Linked DNA regions of Mus musculus: regions 2, 3, 4, 5, 6 and 7 are each linked to region 1. A link is a contact called in public promoter capture Hi-C and targeted proximity ligation data. All regions are on one chromosome and are shown on one strand. The core of a region is the stretch at or near the end of the contact, and the rest is flanking DNA. Distances in the headings are between cores, read along the strand shown.

Region 1 (2,700 bases), core at 140-2,639:
CGTGGCTGCTGCCAGGGCACTCAGGCAAATGGACAGTATTGTCAGGATCCAGCTCAGCCTCATGTCTCTGTAGGCAAAGGCCACCCCACCCCCAACCAAAAAACTGGGGGGTGGAGTCATGGGACGTCTTCAGTCTGTATCAGGAGGACGCCAACTCCCCATTATATCTTGCCTGTTTCTGGGGAATCCCACAGTCCTGGGTCACCACCCCCTCCCCTGGGCTCTGTAGCCACACTTACCAGTCCAGTGAGAAGGGGGCTTGACCGAGGACCCCAGCAGCGAGGGGAGGGGGTCAGGGGAGGCCACAGCAGCCAGTGCCCCCTCCCTTTGCTCACTACCTGACCTTCTCTCCCTCCCAGTCCCCATCTCCGTTCTTCAGTTCCCGCTAGCCCCTTTACGCAAAGTCCAAACCCTATCTGATTGCACCGGATTTGTCCCGACTGGACGACCCCACTCCCGCCACACCCAGCTGCCCCCTGTCCAGCACACCCACACATCTGCGGCTGCTGCAGGTGTTCGGCCCCGAGGCACCCACACATCTCCACTAGGTGGCTCTGAGGAGCCCCGGTCCTCCGGGGGCACCCCCCAGTCCGGCCCCGTGCCTCCTCCACCAGGGGCACCTCCCCAACTCTGAGCTCTTGGGGGCCTCCGGGGAACCCAAACTGGCTCAGAGTCAGCAGGGCGCCGAGCTCGCTCCACCCACACCACCTCTCCAGGGGGAGTTCTCGGTCTACCGCGACCCCAGGCGCGGCCACCACGGAGACCGCCCCCGCGTGGACGCCCCCGGCCATAGCTCAAGCTTAGCTCTGCGCAAGGCTCCTTGGCCCCACCCTTTACGGCGTGAAGCTCCGCCCCCTGACCTGCAGCTCCACCCTCCGCAATGTTAGACCTAGTCTCCAGCAGAGGGGCCACGCCACTCACTGACTGAAGTCCCACCTCCAACGACTGGGATCTCACGCCCTCTGTCTCCGAGCCAAAGGCTCCACTTTCCACCTGCTCCAGCTCCTCCTCTAAACCCCAAGCCCCGCCCCCCACGCCTCCTACTCCAGCTATGGGCCACTGGGTTCCGCCCTCAACTCGCACTGGCTCCGTTGTCCCTCCCACCGCTGTTCCGCGCCCCGCCCCGAGCCCCAGGGCTCCGCCCCGTACGGCGTGAGAGCCCGCCCCCTGCGGCATTGCCAGAGGCCGGACCCCAGCCCCAATTCCTTCGTTTGCTGCCCCTGGCTGGCACGCGGACTCCGGCCCGCTTCAGGCCGGCCTGCCCCAGGTTGCCCTCCTGCACCCGGATCCCCCAGCCTGGGCTGTGGCCCCCCGCTCACCTCCTCGCCGCGCCCCCGGAGCCAATCCCGCTCGTGCTGTCACTTCTGCGCAGGCGCGTCTTCGTCGCTACAGGGCGGGACACGCTGCCCGCCCTCATTGGACCGTCCAAAACCCGCTGCTGCATCTATGGGCGGGGCTTCTCATTTGGCCCTGCCTCCTGAGTGACTGCGTGACAACGTCACTTCCGGGGTTCAGATTCCGGGTCTAGTTTGGCAAAAGTTGTGTCCGAGAGACAGAAGGCAGTTCCAGCCAAGGTGACATGGTCAAGCAAGTATGACTGCACGCGCCTGGAGGGGTTCTAGCAGGCACCGTGCTGACTTCCTGACCGGCACGCCTTTGGGTAGTTGTTGTGGGAAGAGGCTAGGGGTTCGGAGCGACAACCCGGATTTGAATCTTAGTTCTTTCATTTCTTGGCTGGCTGCGTGACCTTGACTAAGTTCGTTCTTTTGGTGGTGCGCTCTATGACACCCATACCACATGGCCCTGAGCTATGCGGACCCCTTTCATCTTGTGGTCTACAGTGTCAAGTCTCATCTGTGGGTGAACAAACGTCTCCTGGGCCAGGTCTATCATTCACTGCCCAGGAGACACATTCTCTAACCTAAAGATCCTGAAATTTAGAGGAAGCCAAACCTGAGTTAGGCTATGGAGTCTAGTGATTTCATACCCGTCTTAGGCCGTTTGCCCTGCTAAGACCATTTATTCAGATACCAATGGAAGATAATCATGATGTTGACCCCAAGAGAAGCATACTGCATATCTGATGAAGCTTAGTGGGTTCTGAATGTTTAGCTCTCAAATCCTAACCTTCACTGAGCCAGAGCATGATCACCAATATCACTGCTGAGAAAGTTATTTAAACATGATAAAAAATGGTGTGCTGTCCCATGACTGTAATGTCAACACTCTAGAGGTAGATATAGAGGGATCAGAAATTCAAGGACATTCCAGCTACATGAAGAATTCTGAGTCAGCCTAGGATACAGGAGACATTTTCTTAAAAGAGAAAGTTCAAAAGCAGCATCAGGGCTGAAGATGCAGTAAATCAGTAATATTTGCCAAACATGTATGAAGCCAGGAAGTTTAAGGTCATGCAGGCTATGTGAGACTCTCATGGATGGGTAAGTAATTATGTGATGATCATCATCTTGAGGAATTCTTTAGTTTACCCTACTCCTGCTTTGATACCACCAAGATCATGACCTCAGTGTCAGTCCCTTCATTAGGGCGGCTACTTTCAGTTACTTCTGTCCCTGAATGTTCTGTAGCAGGCCAAAGCCTTGGTGCTTCGCTAGCCTTCCCACACTACCCAGGACAGTGGAGAAGGGTAGACACTGAGCCTGGACCAAGTAGGTTAGGAATCTCAAACAGCAGCTGATG
Region 2 (2,700 bases), core at 2-2,501, 3.0 Mb before region 1:
CCTCGTGAGAACAAAGGTGAGCCACAGGGCTCCACTGTCCCCACAGTGACAGTGCCATGGGGTGGGGGAGGGTAAGAGAGCAGACTCAGGCTAGAGTGTGATCTAAGCAGCTCTGATAAGGTTGCCACCCAGAATGTCCAAACTGTCTTGTAAGCTTGGACCTACAGCGAGAGTGATTTAGTTCCTGCCGGATGTCAGGACATCCTGAAACACAAGGCCTGACCTTGGAGGCCAAGTGCAGTCAGTAGGCATAGTTAATCCGATGGTTCAGTGGGCTGCATGGCTCACTGCCTCTCTCCTCAGCGACCTCTGAACAGTGCTTGCCTCCTGCCAGAGGACAGCTGAGCTCAGTAGGAGGGACAGCTGAGGGTCAGGGAACCAGGACTTCCCCAGGACCCCCACGGAGGTCTCAGGGAATGGAAAGGATCACTCTGTCTTCCAGTTCCAACTGTCCCCTGTGTTCAGTGTACCCTTTGCTCCTCTGCTGAGCCTCAGTTTCCACATCTGTAGACTGGGCCTGAGGGTTGTTTTCCAAAGCAGAGTAAACAAAGTCATTTCAGTTACAGTGTCCTTGAAGGCCATCACAAAGACCAGGCAAAACATTTTGCGGTTTTGTTTGAAGCATCAGTGAGCTGTAAGATTTGAACCTCATAGATCACAGCTTTAAATAGGTGGCTGTGGGCTGCAAAGACAGGCCGGTGCAGGGGAAGGTGGCAGGGAAGAGGACTCCTTTTCCGGTGGCCCCCAAAGTACAGGGCTGCTGTGGCCAAAATCAAGTCACTGCCCACTGTTGTCTGCCTTAAGTAGCCTCAAGGAAAGCACCTCTCTGCATGGATCGGAGTGGACACCAGGCAGGCCTTGTCTACCCTTAAAGGACCAAGCAGTGGACCACCAGTACTCATCAGTGCAAAGCCAAGTCCTTTCTGAGGACTGGGAGACATGGTTCCAAGTCAGGAATCTCTGGGCAAGCGCAGCTTCCAGCAGAAGTCCCCAGAGACCCTTGCAAGTAAAACTGTCCCTTTTCCGGGGGAAAGAGGAGAGGGCAAGGACAGGAACCTGCCCCAGAGACCTGGACCCATTAAGCTGATGGGAGTGGGGGCGGAGCTTAGGGGATAGGGGTGGGGCCCTGCGAACTTTGGCTGCTTGGCTCCCAGCCCAGCCTCCCGCCTCCAGTTCTCCGCCTACTTGGAACAAACACTTCCTGCCTGGGACCTGCGGGCCTATAAATACAGCCTCCTAGGGGGTGGACACATTAGGCCTGTGGCCTAGGGAAGCCCAGGCTCGTACCAGCAGGTAAGAGGCTCTGGCAGAGGCTCCCGACCAGTTCAGAGGAGGGTGCAGAGGTGGCCTGAAATCCAGACACTTGCTGCACAGCTTAGGGGGTGACAGTCTTCTCCCCCTGGAAAGCTAGGCATTGGCTTTACCATCTATAAAATAGTTCTGTGGTGACAGTCGTGTGGGTGGGAACAGTCGACCTTCTGAATGTCTGAGTCCCCCTTCTCAGCTTAGGTCCTCAGAGAGAAAAGTGGGGAGAGCGACACTCACCCTCAGAACATTCCAGAAGAGGGACTGAGGTTGCAAGGGGGAACAAAAATTTGGCTGCTGGTGTCTTGAACTTGGCTTCTGGGTACAGGTGGGTCACAGTTGGCATCCCCCTGCCTCAGACTCTTCTGTGGGGAGCTCACCCTACTGTTCAGGCTCTGGATACTTAGATTCCACATCTCTTGTGCAGTTCTTCCCCACACTGGGAGATGTCCTCCCTACCTGGGTCCCGGGAGCCCCTGCTCCGTGTGGCTGTGACTGGAGGCACCCACGGGAATGAGATGTGTGGTGTCTACCTGGCCCGGTACTGGCTACAGAACCCAGGGGAGCTGCAGAGACCCAGCTTCTCAGCCATGCCGGTTCTGGCCAACCCAGCAGCCACAGCTGCCTGTTGCCGTTACCTGGACCGTGATCTCAACCGCTCCTGCACCCTCACCTTCCTTGGGTGAGTACCCTCAGCCAGGCTGGCCGGTCCACAGCCAGGTACTAGCATCCCTACAGACTGGTCACAGTGGCTAGCAAGGCATCTCTGTCTTTTCTCAATGACCATATGGTTTAGCGAGATCCAGATCAATGTCACCTCTTCCAGGAAGTCTGCCCAGTAGGCCAGACTCTTACCAGCTGAAGTGAGACATACATGGGGAACAGGACCAACATGTCAGCTTCAGGTTACTGGAGGCACAGAAAAAGACTGGGGTGAAGGTGGGACTACATGGAGCATCCAGCCTGACCAAGAGAAGTCAGGGAAGGCTTCTTGTAGGAGGTGGCATCCAGCTAATCTCCCCCCTCCCCCACCAAAGGTGAGAAGTTAGCCAAGGAAAGGGAGACTGAGATGATGGGGACTGATGTCCCCCATTCCTTTCCCCACAGTTCCACCGCTACCCCTGATGACCCCTATGAAGTGAAAAGAGCCCGAGAGTTGAACCAGCTGCTGGGTCCCAAGGGCACAGGCCAGGCTTTTGACTTTACCCTAGACCTGCACAACACCACAGCAAACACTGGAGTCTGCCTCATCTCTGAATCCAACATCTCCTTCAACTTGCACCTGTGCCACTACCTACAGGTGGTCCCTAGGGGGCAGGAAGGAGGGCGGGGAGGGGGCAGAGGGACCAGTGCCACCTGAGGTACTCCAGGCTCGCCTTAACCTTCCAACCAAGG
Region 3 (2,700 bases), core at 121-2,620, 2.8 Mb before region 1:
GAGCTGGGGGTTGAACCCAGGGCCCACTGTGTGCCAGGCAAGCATTCTCTAAGCAAATTAGTTTGGTCCAGTTGGTTGGTTGGTTGATGGGTTTGCTGTGTGGCTCAGGGAGGCCTTGAACTGGCAATCCTTTTGCTTCAGACTTCTGAATGCCAGGATTAAAAGCATGTGTCACCACACCTGGTTTAACATGTCTACAAGTGTATGGAATTCTGGCACTATTTCCTTTGCAGGAAGTCTGCAGGAATAGGACCCCCCAGTCCCCTCTCTGAGGCTGGGAACCTTAGGATGATAGAAATGGGGATATTACTCCTTGCTGTGCGTTGGCCTATACAAGTCTGGCACCTGGGCCTGTCTTTCAGGAGATAGGCTGAGCCACCATTTGGAACAGGTTGTTAGCTCTCTCTGGCTTGGTGGCTACCTGGTGCCTGTCTTATTCCCATCCTATGGGTTCTGTCTTGCCTGGGGGAATCATCTGTTGGCTCAGAAACTGTAAGCTATGGCCCGGACATCCAAGGTCTGGACCTCAGCCATTCATTTGCATCTCAGGACACCAGGGCTGAATTCTTTGTATCCTTTCCTAGGAAAGTACACTGATGTCAGTGACGGACTCATAGCTCATCTGAGTGTCCCCAACTCAGACCAGTGCTGGGCAGCTAGGTGGTACTCTATAGGTGGTATTGGAATGAGGAACTGTTATTGGGCTGACAGCACCTACTTCCTGGGGATAATGTGGCACGGGTGAGTGCCTGGTACACTGGGTAGGGGTCAAGCGGTGGAGCTGGTTATGGGGTCTAAGCTGACAGTCCTCAGGGCTAGGTTTCTGGGTGCCAGCCCCTGCCCTCCCTCTATCCAGGGACTTGGACCTTTGTGGGAAGGGACCACAAGAGACTCACCATCTTGGAGGTAGAGAGGCAGAGAGACTATGGGACAGAGAAATAAAACAGGGATCAGAGCAACCTGGTTCCTATCTGACCTTTCAGCCCTTAAGACTTCAAGGAGCCCATACACCCTATGTCTTATCCCTGCCCCACCCCCACCCTCAAGGAAAAAGACCAATTTCTGTTCCATGGATTCCCAAGAGCCATCTCTACCCCTGGTTACACCAGCAATGCTGGGAACTGGGGTGTTGGCTCAAACCCTGCAGTGGTGGTGGTGGGGTGACCAGGGTTCCCGTGAATGTGTCCCATTAGTGTTAAGCTCTACAAGCTCTCAGGGTGCCCAGCCCATGTCCCCGCTCATCCCCACTCCCTGGCTCCCATGGGGCAGGGCAGGAACCGGGTACCTGCTGTTGGCAGCAACTGGACCAGGCTAGGCAGGCAGGCTGGTGAGCAGAAACAAGGGAGTTCTGCACTGAAGGAAGCACAACACACTGTGGCAAGTGGTTTGTTCTTATATAGTGAGCCTGGCCATGCCCGGGGCGGAGCCCCGCCTCCTCCTTTCCCCAGAGGCTCCCTCCTCCGCAGCCCAGGCTTAGGACAAGGGACTTGTGATCCAGAGGGTGTTGGGATCTGATGACTGACAAGAGAGGCAATCCATAGAACAGACACAAACAACCCTGAACCAGAGCCTAGGACTATCCAGACACAGACGGATCTATAGTGAGACCCACAAGGAGAAAAACAGAGGGAAAGCTATGGACTGGGAGGAGCGGCATGGTGGGGAGAGTGAGCCCAGCATGTTACTGGAGCCGCCTGCCTGGGGCACTGGCTCCACCCTGCCCTCAGATGAAGCAAAGCTCCCGACGCTCCCAGCCAGGCAGCTGTCAGTCCTAGTCAGGAGCCCCTGGCTACAACGTCCTTCCTGAGCCAGGATCTCTGCCAGTTAGGTACCATGAGGACAGCCGATTGAAATGCTGGTGTGAAGCCAGCAATTTATACTCCTTGTCATGGCAGGGTCAACATCCAGGAGCAGGGCTCCCAGAAGCCCACACACCTGATTTGTGTAAGTGGGATTACAGCCATCATCTCTCTGAGAACCACACACATACCTGGAGGCTCATGCAGTCTGCCAGTGTTTATCCCACTAGTAGGTTCCAGTTTTGCCTCTGGGCTGCAGGATCTGGAGAGCTAAGGTTTGAGTCCTGAAGCTCCCTTTCCTGCTGCCCTCAGCCATAGCACCTAGTGCCCTTTGTAGCAAACACTGTGACCCTCCCTCCCCTGCCTCATCCCCAGAACCTCCACTGTTCTCAAGAACATCTTGGGCAAGGAGAATATTAAGGGGCCAGCAGCACTCCTTGGAAACAGAAATTTGTAGACAAATGACATTAAGGTTGACTCTGGACATATTGAGGTGACAGTACTAGGTGACATTTATATGGATATAAGTTACAGCAAATATAAGGGGGCAGACTGGAACTTCAGACCAATCAACGTCTGAAAGTCAGCTAGAAGGAAAGAACATGGGGTCATACTTGTATCTCAGACAGACCACAGAGGAGGAGTCAGGATTCTGATTTGGATTTGATTCACATTTAGAAGTCACCTAACATCTTTCTGAGCCTTGTTATCATTACTATTAAACATAGATAATGCCACCACAGGCCTCATAGAATAGTAGATATTAAGTATGAAAAGACCTATAAAGCACAGAGCACAATGGCCAGCACACAGGAGTATAGATAGCAGTGATAGTGACAGCAATGACCTGCAGAAAGATCCCAAGTGCAAAAACCCACAGATACCCCAAACACCATCTTAG
Region 4 (2,700 bases), core at 169-2,668, 2.7 Mb before region 1:
GCAAAGGCCTCCAACCAGCCATCCTTGCACCCCTGGAAGGAAGAACCGGATGGGCTCTCCAGAGGGTGATTAGTGCTGGGTCAGTCCAAGTGCTGGTTCCCAGACTCCCACGGGCCAGCATTTTCACCCGCTGCCAGGAAGTTGGTGAGGGGGAGGTGGTAGTAGGGGTGAGTCAGTGATGACAGGAGCCCCAAAACAAAGGTCATGGGTAGAGAATTGAGAGACGCTGTTTACAGCAATTACCTCCTGAGGTCTTCTCCCAATGCCTACCATTCTCCTCCAGCTCTAAGGCATTCGTGCTCCTGCTCTCCTGTCCAGGACTAACGACTGTGTATGTCCCTCTCTCTACCGCGCAAGCCTGGGAGCTTCTGCCGCACACGGGAAGCTAGTTAGTTACACAGTAGCTGTTACTAAGAGCACTTCTGCAGCACACGGGAAGCTAGTTAGTTACACAGTAGCTGTTACTAAGAGCACTTCTGCAGCACACGGGAAGCTAGTTAGTTACACAGTAGCTGTTACTAAGAGCACTTCTGCAGCACACGGGAAGCTAGTTAGTTACACAGTAGCTGTTACTAAGAGCACTGATCACAATTTGCCTACACTTCCCACTTGCAAAAAAACTCTTTTGATATCTATTTTGAGTTAGCATGTGGGAGATGCTTAGAACTCGGCACATGGAAAGTCCAATATGAGGGTTGGGTTTATTGAAATTATTTTCTGCTCATGATACACATTCAGAAAAAAACAAAAACAAAAAAACAGAGCAGATCTGTCAGTTAAGAACTGGGGATATGAACCCATGGAGAATGGAGACTATACTTCTGGCGTCCTGCTTGGAATGGAATCTTCCTGACTAGCAAAGTGGACAGAGGCAGGCTGTGGGACTTGACAGCGGCCACAGCAACCGCATGCCTGGGCTGGGTGGACAGTGGCTCTGCCAGCAGACTGTGAGAAAGGAGCCTTCTGAGCTCATGAGTTTCTCCAGCAAGGTCTCCTGGGGCCAGTAAGAGCAGCAGGGAAGGACCTGGACTAGTCCAAACTCTCTTTGGACCTACAGATCTGATCCCACAGCGCTCTAGGGCCAACCGGCAGGAGAAAAAGGTTCTCAGGGGACTTAAAAACTGGCCATGGGGATTAGTGAGGCTGAAAAGAACATTTGCCTAGGAAGGAAAAACGGGAAGTGAGAGGCCGAGGATAACTCTCTATATGTCCCAAGGGACCCAAGTGGACCAATGAGAAACCCGAGGAGGTGGTGAAGTCTGGGGCATCTTGACAGGTTCTTGGTTCCGCCTAACCCCTCCTCACTCGAAACGCAGCAGCAGCTACCCCGCCCCCCGTCTTCTGCCGATTGCCATTGGCTAGAATTAAGGTCCCGCCCCGCAAAGGCCGTTTGCCATTTGCTTAGGTCTCTGATGTTTGCGTGCTTGTGGGGGCGGAAGACAGGCGTCATTCCCTGGAACCTAGGGACTTCCTCTCTCTGCTTGTCTGGGTCAACTTGTCTGTCCATTGCTGGCCCATCTCTCTCTGGCCCCCTCTCTCACTCTCAGCAGCTGTCTCTCACAGGCCCGCTGCCCTGCCTTTTCTTTGCCTCCTGCTCCGCCTGCCTGGGTGGCCGCCATGGGTCGGAAGCGGTTCATCACTGACTCCTATCCTGTTGTGAAGAAGAGGGAGGGGCCCCCTGGGCACAGCAAGGGAGAGCTGGCACCCGAGCTAGGTCTCTAAAATGTGGGGGTGGCAGGAAGAGTGGACATGAAGTGACCAGAAAGGACTCTGTGTGTGTGTGTGTGTGTGTGTGTGTGTGTGTGTGTGTGTGTGTGTGTTGGCTAAAAAGGGAAGCTAGCATGTCTCGCACTTCCGATGAGCTGTCTGTCTGCTGGATGGCAAAGGCAAATGGGTGGGGAGATTGCCAGGATATAGAGTCACAGCTCTAAGTCCAGGGTAGGGCAAAGGCCTGGATGTGCCTGAGGAGCCACCACATGTTATTGCAGGGGAAGACACCCAGTCCCTCAGCCAGGAGGAAACAGAGCTGGAGCTGCTGAGGCAGTTTGACCTGGCCTGGCAGTATGGGCCTTGTACAGGTGAGCACCCCATTTCCAGTCCCTCCCATCAGGCACATCTCTGAATCAGTTCTGTTATCAATGTGTCTCAAAAGTAATCCTGCCTAGCTCTTGGACACTGTCTCCTGAAACTGACTATGGAGGCTCAAGAAACTGCCGTCCATGTCCACTATCCTGGATTCTCCTGCCTATCCTGTCTTCTTTTCCTGATGGCAGGTATCACAAGGCTGCAGCGCTGGAGTCGGGCAGAGCAGATGGGCTTGAAGCCCCCCCTAGAGGTGTACCAAGTGTTGAAGGCACACCCTGAAGACCCTCACTTCCAATGCAGGTCAGGATAGGCTGGGACAGCTTTCAGGGGAACCAGGGACTTCTCCAGGAGCTGCCACCCTCTTGGTCTACGTAGGGGCTACCTTGACTTGGAGAAGTGGGAACAGACTTAGACGGTCCTTCCTGTCAAGCAAGAAGAGTCTGGCTCGAGATAGATCTCGATAATGATCCTTACCTCTATGAGCTGATGGTGGGGGACGGGTATATCTAGGGCCCATGGAGCTATCCATGAGTCCTGAGGTGTTCACCAGAGCCACAGGATTGTAGGCAGTAAGTAAGTAAGAACTAGAGACAGTCCATCAAGGAACAGAACTGA
Region 5 (2,700 bases), core at 101-2,600, 2.9 Mb before region 1:
GCTCATAGAAACAGCAAACAAGATGCATGTGGAAACCATTAGCACTGAGTGGAAAAATGGAAAAATGTAAACAACAGAATGCACTTGATACAGGAGCCCATGTTTGTACACTGCAAACACATCCATACAGAAGACAATGCCACGTAAGAGCCAGGCTGGGTTGAAACTCAGTGAGGCCAGGTCTTGGGAGAAGAAGGGGAGGGGAGGAAGATGGGGATGGAGGGAATGGGGGGGGGGGAATGAATGACCACAACTAGAGAGGAGCCTCTTTAACCATAAAATGAGAAGTTGGGTTGACTCAGTTCTTTATGGGAGATCATAAAATGTGAGGGCGGTTGGACGTGGAGGAGGGCAAACACTTTGTAAGCTAGAAAGATATGGGTTCAAATTTCAGACGTAGCACTTTGACAAACTGCCACCGATATTTACTATTATTTATACATCTATTCAGTTCCAAACACTCCTGAGCACTGAAGAGAAAGCAGTACTATAAAAGCTAAGGCAAAAAGATCAGGAATTCAAGGCCAGAGTGAGCTAAATAGGGAGCTCCTCTTCCAAGAAAACCAAAAAAAAAAAAGAAAAAAAGATAGAAGGGAATGCAGACTCAGTGCTAGAAAGATTGTTTTTTAATCACTTTAGCTGCCCCATGTATTCTGAATTGGAGAAAACAATATAAGCTCTGAGCCTCAGTGTCCACATCTGAAAAATGACAAGGACACCCCTCCATTGGAAGCTGTGGTGAGTAGGATGGAGGAACAGGTCCAAGAGTTTCTATGGCACTGGAGTGCGGACTGGAATCCAGGCTACCTCATGAGGTTTGAGCTGCTGGGCAGAGAAAGCAACCACACACACACCTCACACCCCTGGGCAGAGAAAGCAACCACACACACACACACACACACACACACACACACCACGCAACCACACACACACCTCACACCCCTGGGCAGAGAAAGCAACCACACACACACACACACACACACACCACACACACCCCGTCACACACACACACACACACACACACACACACACACCACACACACCCCGTCACACACACACACACACACACCACACACACCCCGTCCCTCCGTCCCCCCTCCTCCCCTCCCCCCTCCCTTACAAGCACAAGCTTAGATCGGTCCTGGTCACAGCCGGGGCTGTCGCTCACCAAGGGAACCTCTGGGGGGCGCCGCGAGTCCCGCTACCCGCGAGACTCTGACGCGATCCCGAAGCAACTCTGCATTCTGCTGCTCAGGCCTGCAGAGGAGGAGCGGGCAAGGGCGGGGCGGTTGTAGAGGGCAGATCTTCGCTCCCAGGGAGACGGGGCGGGCCCTGTGAGGGCGGGCCCTGTTTGGTGGGCGGGGCCGTGGCGGGCTCAAATGGCGGCGGCGCTGGGCGCCTAGGCCGGCGGGGGCCATGAGCGCCGCCCGGCCCCCAGTTTAGCATCGATGATGCCTTCGAGCTGACCCTGGAGGACGCGGGGCCTGAGCCCGAGTCCAGCGGGGTCGCCCGCTTCGGGCCGCTGCACTTCGAACGCCGGGCTCGGTTCGAGGTGGCTGATGAAGACAAGCAGTCCCGGCTACGCTACCAGGTGAACGGCCCTGCTCGTCTCACCCTCTTGTCCAGGATAGGGCGGAACCCCAGGCCGGGCCCCGGAGAATTCTAACTCCGGAGCCTCTGCCTAGAGACCCCAGCGGAGCGGAAAATTGTCCCCTAGACGTGTCTGCTCATCCAGATTTATGTCCTTGCCCTCTGAGCTCTGAGTTCGGTTCCAGTGCAGCTGTGGAGAGCCGGAAACTCGGACTAGGAACCCAGGCCTTAGCAACAGTGTAGAACCCACCTGTCTTGAAGACTGACACCCCAATATCACTCCGAGGAGTTTGGGGAGTACTTCCAATCTGAACCAGACCTTGTCGATATTTACAGCATCCCTTGAGCCCCAGATCACGTGACCTATGGAGCCTCCGCATCCCCTCTGCTTTGAGAATCACCCTAAAAGTGGAGGTCCCCACACATGATGTGTTTGCCCATCTCTTCATACTAAACCACACCATAAATCATTGTCTCAGGTAGCTTCCCCCAACCCTATCGTTCTTTAGGACGTAAGACCCAGAGGCCTGTGCTATGCTATACCAAATCCAAAGTCTCTATGTTGGGTCCCTGAAAAATCCTGAGAGCCTCATTTGAGTGGTCACCTGCTCCTGGGATCCATGCTGGCAGCCCACCCCTGCTGGATTCTGTGCTGAAGCCCCCAACAGCCACCTACTTCCTACCCAGGTTTTGGTTTCTGAATCATCAAACCGGTTCCGCTGGGAGGGCAGGGAGAGGCAGGAGAGCAGCTGCCAGATGTGCCAGGCAGAAGCTGTCAGGCTGCCTTTCTCCTCCCCCCAGAGGGCAGTGGAAAGGCCCATTCCTGAAGCTTATCTGAACCTTATGTCCTGTAACAGAACCTGGAAAATGATGAGGACGGAGCCCAGGCCTCTCCGGAGCCGGATGGGGGAGTCAGCACCAGGTCAGGGCCAGGTGGGGACCCACCCTTCTTATCCCAGGCCCCGTGTCTCAGGCTCCTGTCTGCAAGGACCTGCCCAGTCCCAACCAGATGCACTTACCTGTCTTACAGGGATTCCTAGCCCTGCTTCTCTCATGGGATCTGCTGTCCAGCTGGGTCACCTTACCCCAGTGCCCCGGTCCTCCACCTTA
Region 6 (2,700 bases), core at 147-2,646, 2.9 Mb before region 1:
ATCTGCACCCGCTGACCTCTCCTGAAGCTGTCTATTGGCCCTCTTTACAGTGCCCCAGACTGCCCTACCCTGCTTCGGGCTCTGATACAGGAAAGGAAACTAGGGAGGCAAAAATACACAAAGCTCCTTTGCCCATCGCTCCCAACCCCCACTCCCCGGGATCTAGGCTCACATAGTTGGTGTAGATGAGGGTGACATATTTGCCGCGAAGGTCCTCCACCCCATCATTCACCATATCCATCTGGGCGGCCTCCCTCTGGTTTTTCCCATAAAGCCCTACGGGTTGAGAGAGACAGCATGACTGATCCCTGATTTCCTCAGGCATGTGGCTGTTGGTAGGTCGAGGTCTTGGGGGAGGGGATATGGGCAGTCATGTGAGACCCGAGCTCATGAAAGGCAACAGGAAGCCATGGCAGGCAGACCACAGATGCAGCCTGAACAAGAATAATCTCTGTGTGTCCCTGTTTTGCTCTGTCAACTCAAAACTAAAAAGGGAGTGGCCAGCTGGGCAGATACCCCCTGAAACAATAACTGATACCCCCCCCACCACCCTGCCCACCAGCTGGACCACCTGGGTTCAGGACTTACCCAAAGAGCGGCCAAGGTGTCTCAAGATGGCATTAGATTGGTAAAGGGTGAGGTCTCCATCCTCAAACTTGGGGAGCTGCCCATACAGCTGGAGGGAGGAACAAGAACCTTGGTGATGCTGCTGCCTCCCAGTCACAGCCCTCCTAAGGCCCTACCTCTGCCCCCTCCACTACGGGTGTCACTCACACAAGTGGGCTTGAGCAAGCCTTGCATCCAGGTATCTATGGTAACCACCTCCTCCTTCCAGCTCTGGCCCTGGTCAGCCAGCAGCATTCGCATGGCCTCACACCGCCCTGTATGGAGTCAGGGTAAGGATTTGGGGACAGCATTCAGGCCCAGCCTCAAAGCAATTTCAAGTACAAGGACCACTTGCAACCAGAAGGAGAATAAAAAATGAACTGGAATTTCTTCATGGAGGATAGGAATGGTGGGCTGCAACCCCTACCCCAGACCTCCCCTTCCTGCAGTCATTTGGTCTTACCTCGAACTGGGAAGTAGACAATGGTGTATGGTGGCACTGGGGTGGACAAGAGAAGAATGTTAGGTAGAAAAGGGGTAATGATTAGGTTTCAGAGTGGTACACTTTCCCACCCCATCTCCCGGGTCCCTTCTCTGGTTTGAAACGCCTCCCCATCCCCCACCCCACGCCCCAGGCTCCTGTTGCAAGCTGCCCGGTGCAAAGAGCGCCAGTCGTGAGCGAGCCCAGGCCCCGACAGCTGCAAGCTGGTTGTCCTGGGAAGCTGTGCGGAGCGGACTCACTGCCTGCTGGGTGCGGATTCAGTGCTGCGTAGACAGAGGGGTACTCAGAGTGAGGACGCACGCGTAGGCCACCGGGCCGCCAGCCTTATAAGGGGCATCGCGCTCCGCCCCGGATGCTGACTCAACACGTTGGAGAGAGAAGCCGGTAGCGGAGCTCTGCAGCTCCCGCCTCCTGCCGGGGACACTCGCTTGTGGGACCCGAGTCTGCAGCGGTGCTGGGTTCATTTTTTGGTCCTGCTCCGAGAAGGGTGTGTCCAGCTCCCTTCCACTTTGTACTGGAGCTGGACAGCTTTCTGCAGCATGTGCAACTCTGTCAGCCTTTTGCCTGTCCCCATCTACCAACCTCTGTAGTAGATTCCACTAGTGGCCATCCTTAACTCACCAACTTCTTTCTCCTCCCAAAGAGCTTCATTTGATCATTTGACCTTCGCCAGGAGTAATCAGAAAATTGTTATCCTAACTCCTCACACTCGACACAAACACCAAATAAATGATAAAAATAAACGAGACTAACAGGGTTGGAGAGATGGTGCAGCAGGTAAAGTACGTACTACACAAGTTCGAGCACCTTCTTCTCACCTCAGCACCTACATAAAAAGGGTGCAGCACGCATACAGAATCCCGACTCTAGTCCAGGTGGTGGCGGAGGCTCTCATCTTTAATCTCAGCACTCAGAAGAGAGGCAGGCAGATCTCTGTGAGTTTGAGGCCAGCCTGGTCTACAGAGTGAATCTCAGGACAGCCAAGGCTACACATGAGATTTTTGTCTTAGGAGAAAAAAAAAAAAAGGAACCCCAGCTCTGTGAGAATAGGGACAAATCTTGAGTTTTGTTAGCTGACCCGTCTAGATGAACAGGTAGGCTCCAGGTTGAGTAAGAGACCCTGTCTCAAAAAAATAAGGTGAAGAAAAAAAATTCATCTGTATGATTCTCCACCTTTAAACAGGCCAATCCAAGCCCCACATAACATAGGTGCACATTTACTGAATCTGGAGTCTTTATTCTGTTATGACATCTCTGTATTGTGTAAAACTTTCATTACATAAAACTGAATGATTTTTCAGTTGGTTTAAAAGAATCACCCCTAGTGACATCTTTTTTAAAGATTTATTTTATGTTTGTGAGTACACTGTAGCTGTCTTCAGACACACCAGAAGAGGGCATCAGATCCCATCACTGATGGTTATGGACCACCATGTGGTTGCTGGGAATTGAACTCAGGACATGTGGAAGAACAGTCAGTGCTCTTAACTGCTGGGCATCTCTTCAGCCCGATAATCCTTCTAATTTTAACTCTCAGGGCTAGTAAGAACAAGACAAAAAAAAAAAAAAAAAAAGAAGAAGCAAACAAAATC
Region 7 (2,700 bases), core at 106-2,605, 2.8 Mb before region 1:
GACCCCAGTGTCACAGGCTGCAAGACATACAGAGAGCCAGTGTGAACAGCCAGACTCAGGCTGGGGATTCCAGCCACCAGTCCTCAGTCACAGGGGACTAAGCCCCCTCTTTTGCTGGGGAGTCGGGTAGACCCTGAGACCAAGTCTCTGTGCAGAGCCCCAGCCCCAAGCCTGGCCCCTACCCCAGCAGCCCGGCTCACCTCCTTGCTGCACCTCACCTCTTCTTCTCACTTCCTCCTCAGTCTCAGCTCAGCAGCTTGCTGGGGGCCCCTCCCTGGTGGGGGGACTCCCCCCTTCCTCTGTGAGGTTCTTCCTGCTTGCCCTAGTGCCAGAGCCACGACCTCCTCCCATCCAGAGGATGCTGGGTGTATTGATTCCCTGGCTGGCCCAAATTGAAGATGACAGGCCACCTTCAGTTTTACCAAGTAAAACCAATTTATGGTTCCAATAATAATTATCCTTTAATGTCATCCCACCCCTCCAACCCCCTGCCCCGGGTTTTTTGTTTTGTTTTGTTTTGAGAGTGAAGGGGTAGTGTGAGAACAGGGTCTTATGTAGCCCAGACAGGAGATGACCCTGAACTTCTGATCCTCCTGTGTCCAGACTCCTGAGTGCAGGAATTTCAGGCACTGGAATTATAGGTTTACGACACCAAGCCTACTTTAATGTTCCTTCCAGAGCCGGAGCTGGAACCTCAGGCCTTGCACATGCTAGACAAGTCCAAGTACTCTACAAAGGACTTACAACATGAACGAGATACAACGTATTACATCACTTATGGAAAAAAAATGGACGTAGCAGGCACCAAGGCAACCTGGACCAAAACACTGCTTAGAGTTCAGTAGCAGGTGTTCATGGGTCTGGCCATAAAGATGGAGGTGAATGTGAGGCTCCGGAGGTCTGGAGCCCACTCTCAGTATCATTAAGCCTTAGTTTCTTTTTCTGCACTTCGAGGAATTTATTTAGTGTTTGAGAAGTCAGCGATTAACATGCTCATACCACAGTCCCACGCAGGGCTGGGGTGGGAGAGACTTGGAAAGAGAAAAACAATTCCTACAGTACTTCCGGCCCTAACTCATCTGAACGCGGCAGGGCGATTCCTCCAGGGTGGAGCCGACCTAACCCCGCCCTACCGAACCCCGGCTCACCACCCCTGCCAGCCCCGCCCGCTCGCCCGAGGCCCTCTCGGGCTGCGGAGCTTCCCGTCCAGGGGAGGCGCTAGAGAGCGGGGAACTACGGACGCGGCAGGGCGGGGCGGGGCGGTCGACCGAAGAGGAGGGGCGGCGGGCCGGGGGCGGGCTGGGGAGGGCGGAAGGAGAGCCAGGCCGGAAGGAGGCTGTAAGAGGGCGGGAGGCAGGAGAGGGCCCGGAGCTGGTGGGCCGGAGCGGCGGCGCCGCCATGTCCGACAGCGAGAAGCTCAACCTGGACTCCATCATCGGGCGCCTGCTGGAAGGTGGGCAGGGGTAGGGAAGGTGCGCTCGCGCCGAGCCCGGGCCCCTCGCCGTCTGGAAGTGGCGCGCGGGCGGCCCGCCGCTCCCGGGGGCTAGCGTCGCTTGGGCGGGGACAGGCCGTGAGGATCCATGGCCACGGCACCCCCCCCCCCCGCGGGCGCCTGGGCTTTGGAGCGCGCTCAGAGGCCGGGGGTGCACGAGTGCCCGGGACTCAGGGTGAGGCTCCTGCGAAGCTAGCTGGGAAGGGATCCCGAAGCGAGGAAGCTTCGGCTGACAGGCTGCTGAGCACAGGCGTTTCTCTGGAGGCCCTCCGGGTGGCTAAGGGGTCGGATCTTGCCTTTGAAGGCCTGACGCAAAGGTTTCGGGGTGAGGGGGTGGGGGCTCACTTGCAACAGTTGCCCCTGTTAGGGGGGCGCGACACCTACCCTCGTCCGGTCTGCGAGGTCAGGGTCCCAAGACCCTATTCCGTACTCAGTGCAGGGCTCACGGCCTGGGAAGAACGTGCAGCTGACAGAGAACGAGATCCGTGGTCTGTGCCTCAAATCCCGGGAGATTTTCCTGAGCCAGCCCATTCTTCTGGAGCTTGAGGCGCCCCTCAAGATCTGTGGTAAATCCTTGCACAGAACCCTTTTGCTTCCTGAAAATAGCCCCTACTCGTGCCCCATTAACCGTGTTCCTCCACCCTTTAACCTATTGCTGGCCCTGGGGTCAAGTTTACATCTTGCACCTACCTAGTTTTCTCTGGTTCCCAGGTGACATCCATGGCCAGTACTATGACCTTCTACGGCTGTTTGAGTATGGTGGCTTCCCTCCAGAGAGCAACTACCTCTTCTTGGGGGATTATGTAGATCGGGGCAAGCAGTCTTTGGAGACCATCTGCCTGTTGCTGGCCTATAAGATCAGATACCCGGAGAATTTCTTTCTACTTCGTGGGAACCATGAGTGTGCCAGCATCAACCGCATTTATGGCTTCTATGATGAATGTAAGTGCTTTGAATGTTGCTGTCTGCCCAGAACTACATTCCCTGCTCTTCATGGGCCCCCTACATTGGTCTAGTGCCAAAAGACCCCCAATGATGAGCCCTGTAGGGCCCCAGCAACACGTCTGTCGTCCTTGGCGCTCAGGAGGGGCCTGGTGAATGGATGTACATGCAGGGCTGCCCATTTGCTAAAGCCACAGCCCTGCCTGATGACACCCCCTTCTAGTACATTCCTTAGTAAACATTTAGGATGCCTGTATGAATAAAAC

Evidence for each region. Promoter capture Hi-C pulls out the DNA fragments that hold promoters and counts their contacts. Capture Hi-C pulls out chosen DNA fragments and counts their contacts.
Region 2: a promoter capture Hi-C map of liver shows a contact between it and region 1, with 2.6 times the contacts expected there. A contact is called at or near these places in 3 of 39 promoter capture datasets (hippocampal neurons and liver).
Region 3: a contact with region 1 is called in a targeted proximity ligation map of embryonic forebrain, with 4 times the contacts expected there. A contact is called at or near these places in 5 of 39 promoter capture datasets (the C10 cell line, cranial neural crest, embryonic stem cells and 2 more), 3 of 130 datasets of targeted methods (astrocytes, embryonic forebrain and embryonic stem cells) and 1 of 9 other capture datasets (liver).
Region 4: a contact with region 1 is called in a targeted proximity ligation map of astrocytes, with 5 times the contacts expected there. A contact is called at or near these places in 2 of 39 promoter capture datasets (hippocampal neurons and liver), 1 of 484 Hi-C or Micro-C datasets (B cells) and 1 of 130 datasets of targeted methods (astrocytes).
Region 5: a contact with region 1 is called in a promoter capture Hi-C map of adipose tissue, with 2.9 times the contacts expected there. A contact is called at or near these places in 6 of 39 promoter capture datasets (the 3T3-L1 cell line, cranial neural crest, hematopoietic stem and progenitor cells and 3 more), 1 of 484 Hi-C or Micro-C datasets (B cells), 2 of 130 datasets of targeted methods (astrocytes and embryonic forebrain) and 2 of 9 other capture datasets (adipose tissue and liver).
Region 6: a contact with region 1 is called in a targeted proximity ligation map of astrocytes, with 8 times the contacts expected there. A contact is called at or near these places in 2 of 39 promoter capture datasets (hippocampal neurons and liver) and 1 of 130 datasets of targeted methods (astrocytes).
Region 7: a contact with region 1 is called in a promoter capture Hi-C map of liver, with 5 times the contacts expected there. A contact is called at or near these places in 5 of 39 promoter capture datasets (the 3T3-L1 cell line, cranial neural crest, hippocampal neurons and 2 more), 3 of 130 datasets of targeted methods (astrocytes, differentiating embryonic stem cells and forebrain) and 2 of 9 other capture datasets (adipose tissue and liver).

Annotation. Positions count from the first base shown.
Region 1 is chr19:6,979,075-6,981,774 of GRCm38.p6, forward strand. Fkbp2 (FK506 binding protein 2) reads right to left here and starts at 1,390. Exons shown (of 6, transcript NM_001166368.2): 1 at 1,320-1,390; 2 at 1-67. The coding sequence starts at 63. LOC114841036 (Uncharacterized protein LOC114841036) reads right to left here and starts at 1,366. Exons shown (of 6, transcript NM_001370419.1): 1 at 240-1,366; 2 at 1-67. The coding sequence starts at 1,176. The coding sequence ends at 376.
Region 2 is chr19:3,985,319-3,988,018 of GRCm38.p6, forward strand. It overlaps Acy3 (aspartoacylase (aminoacylase) 3), which reads left to right and starts at 1,252. Exons shown (of 8, transcript NM_001302479.1): 1 at 1,252-1,293; 2 at 1,505-1,633; 3 at 1,733-1,987; 4 at 2,413-2,605. The coding sequence starts at 1,752. It overlaps Gm52386 (a long non-coding RNA gene), which reads right to left and starts at 443. Exons shown (of 3, transcript XR_003952881.1): 1 at 1-443.
Region 3 is chr19:4,174,109-4,176,808 of GRCm38.p6, forward strand. Carns1 (carnosine synthase 1) reads right to left here and starts at 1,371. Exons shown (of 10, transcript NM_134148.2): 1 at 1,286-1,371; 2 at 897-923. The coding sequence starts at 899. All of the region lies in intron 3 of Gm17552 (a long non-coding RNA gene), which reads left to right.
Region 4 is chr19:4,230,475-4,233,174 of GRCm38.p6, forward strand. Pold4 (polymerase (DNA-directed), delta 4) reads left to right here and starts at 1,419. Exons shown (of 4, transcript NM_027196.4): 1 at 1,419-1,714; 2 at 1,989-2,078; 3 at 2,274-2,385. The coding sequence starts at 1,618. Gm45928 (predicted gene, 45928) reads left to right here. Exons shown (of 4, transcript NR_132309.2): 2 at 1,989-2,078; 3 at 2,274-2,385. All of the region lies in intron 2 of LOC102631992 (a long non-coding RNA gene), which reads right to left.
Region 5 is chr19:4,124,610-4,127,309 of GRCm38.p6, forward strand. It overlaps Tmem134 (transmembrane protein 134), which reads left to right and starts at 1,351. Exons shown (of 8, transcript NM_001078649.1): 1 at 1,351-1,431; 2 at 1,433-1,591; 3 at 2,448-2,512. The coding sequence starts at 1,417. It also overlaps a transcript of Aip not described here.
Region 6 is chr19:4,036,516-4,039,215 of GRCm38.p6, forward strand. Gstp1 (glutathione S-transferase, pi 1) reads right to left here and starts at 1,397. Exons shown (of 7, transcript NM_013541.1): 1 at 1,348-1,397; 2 at 1,070-1,105; 3 at 775-881; 4 at 589-676; 5 at 173-276. The coding sequence starts at 1,348.
Region 7 is chr19:4,190,819-4,193,518 of GRCm38.p6, forward strand. It overlaps Ppp1ca (protein phosphatase 1 catalytic subunit alpha), which reads left to right and starts at 1,356. Exons shown (of 7, transcript NM_031868.2): 1 at 1,356-1,453; 2 at 1,927-2,058; 3 at 2,204-2,434. The coding sequence starts at 1,399. It overlaps Tbc1d10c (TBC1 domain family, member 10c), which reads right to left and starts at 229. Exons shown (of 10, transcript NM_178650.3): 1 at 201-229; 2 at 1-17.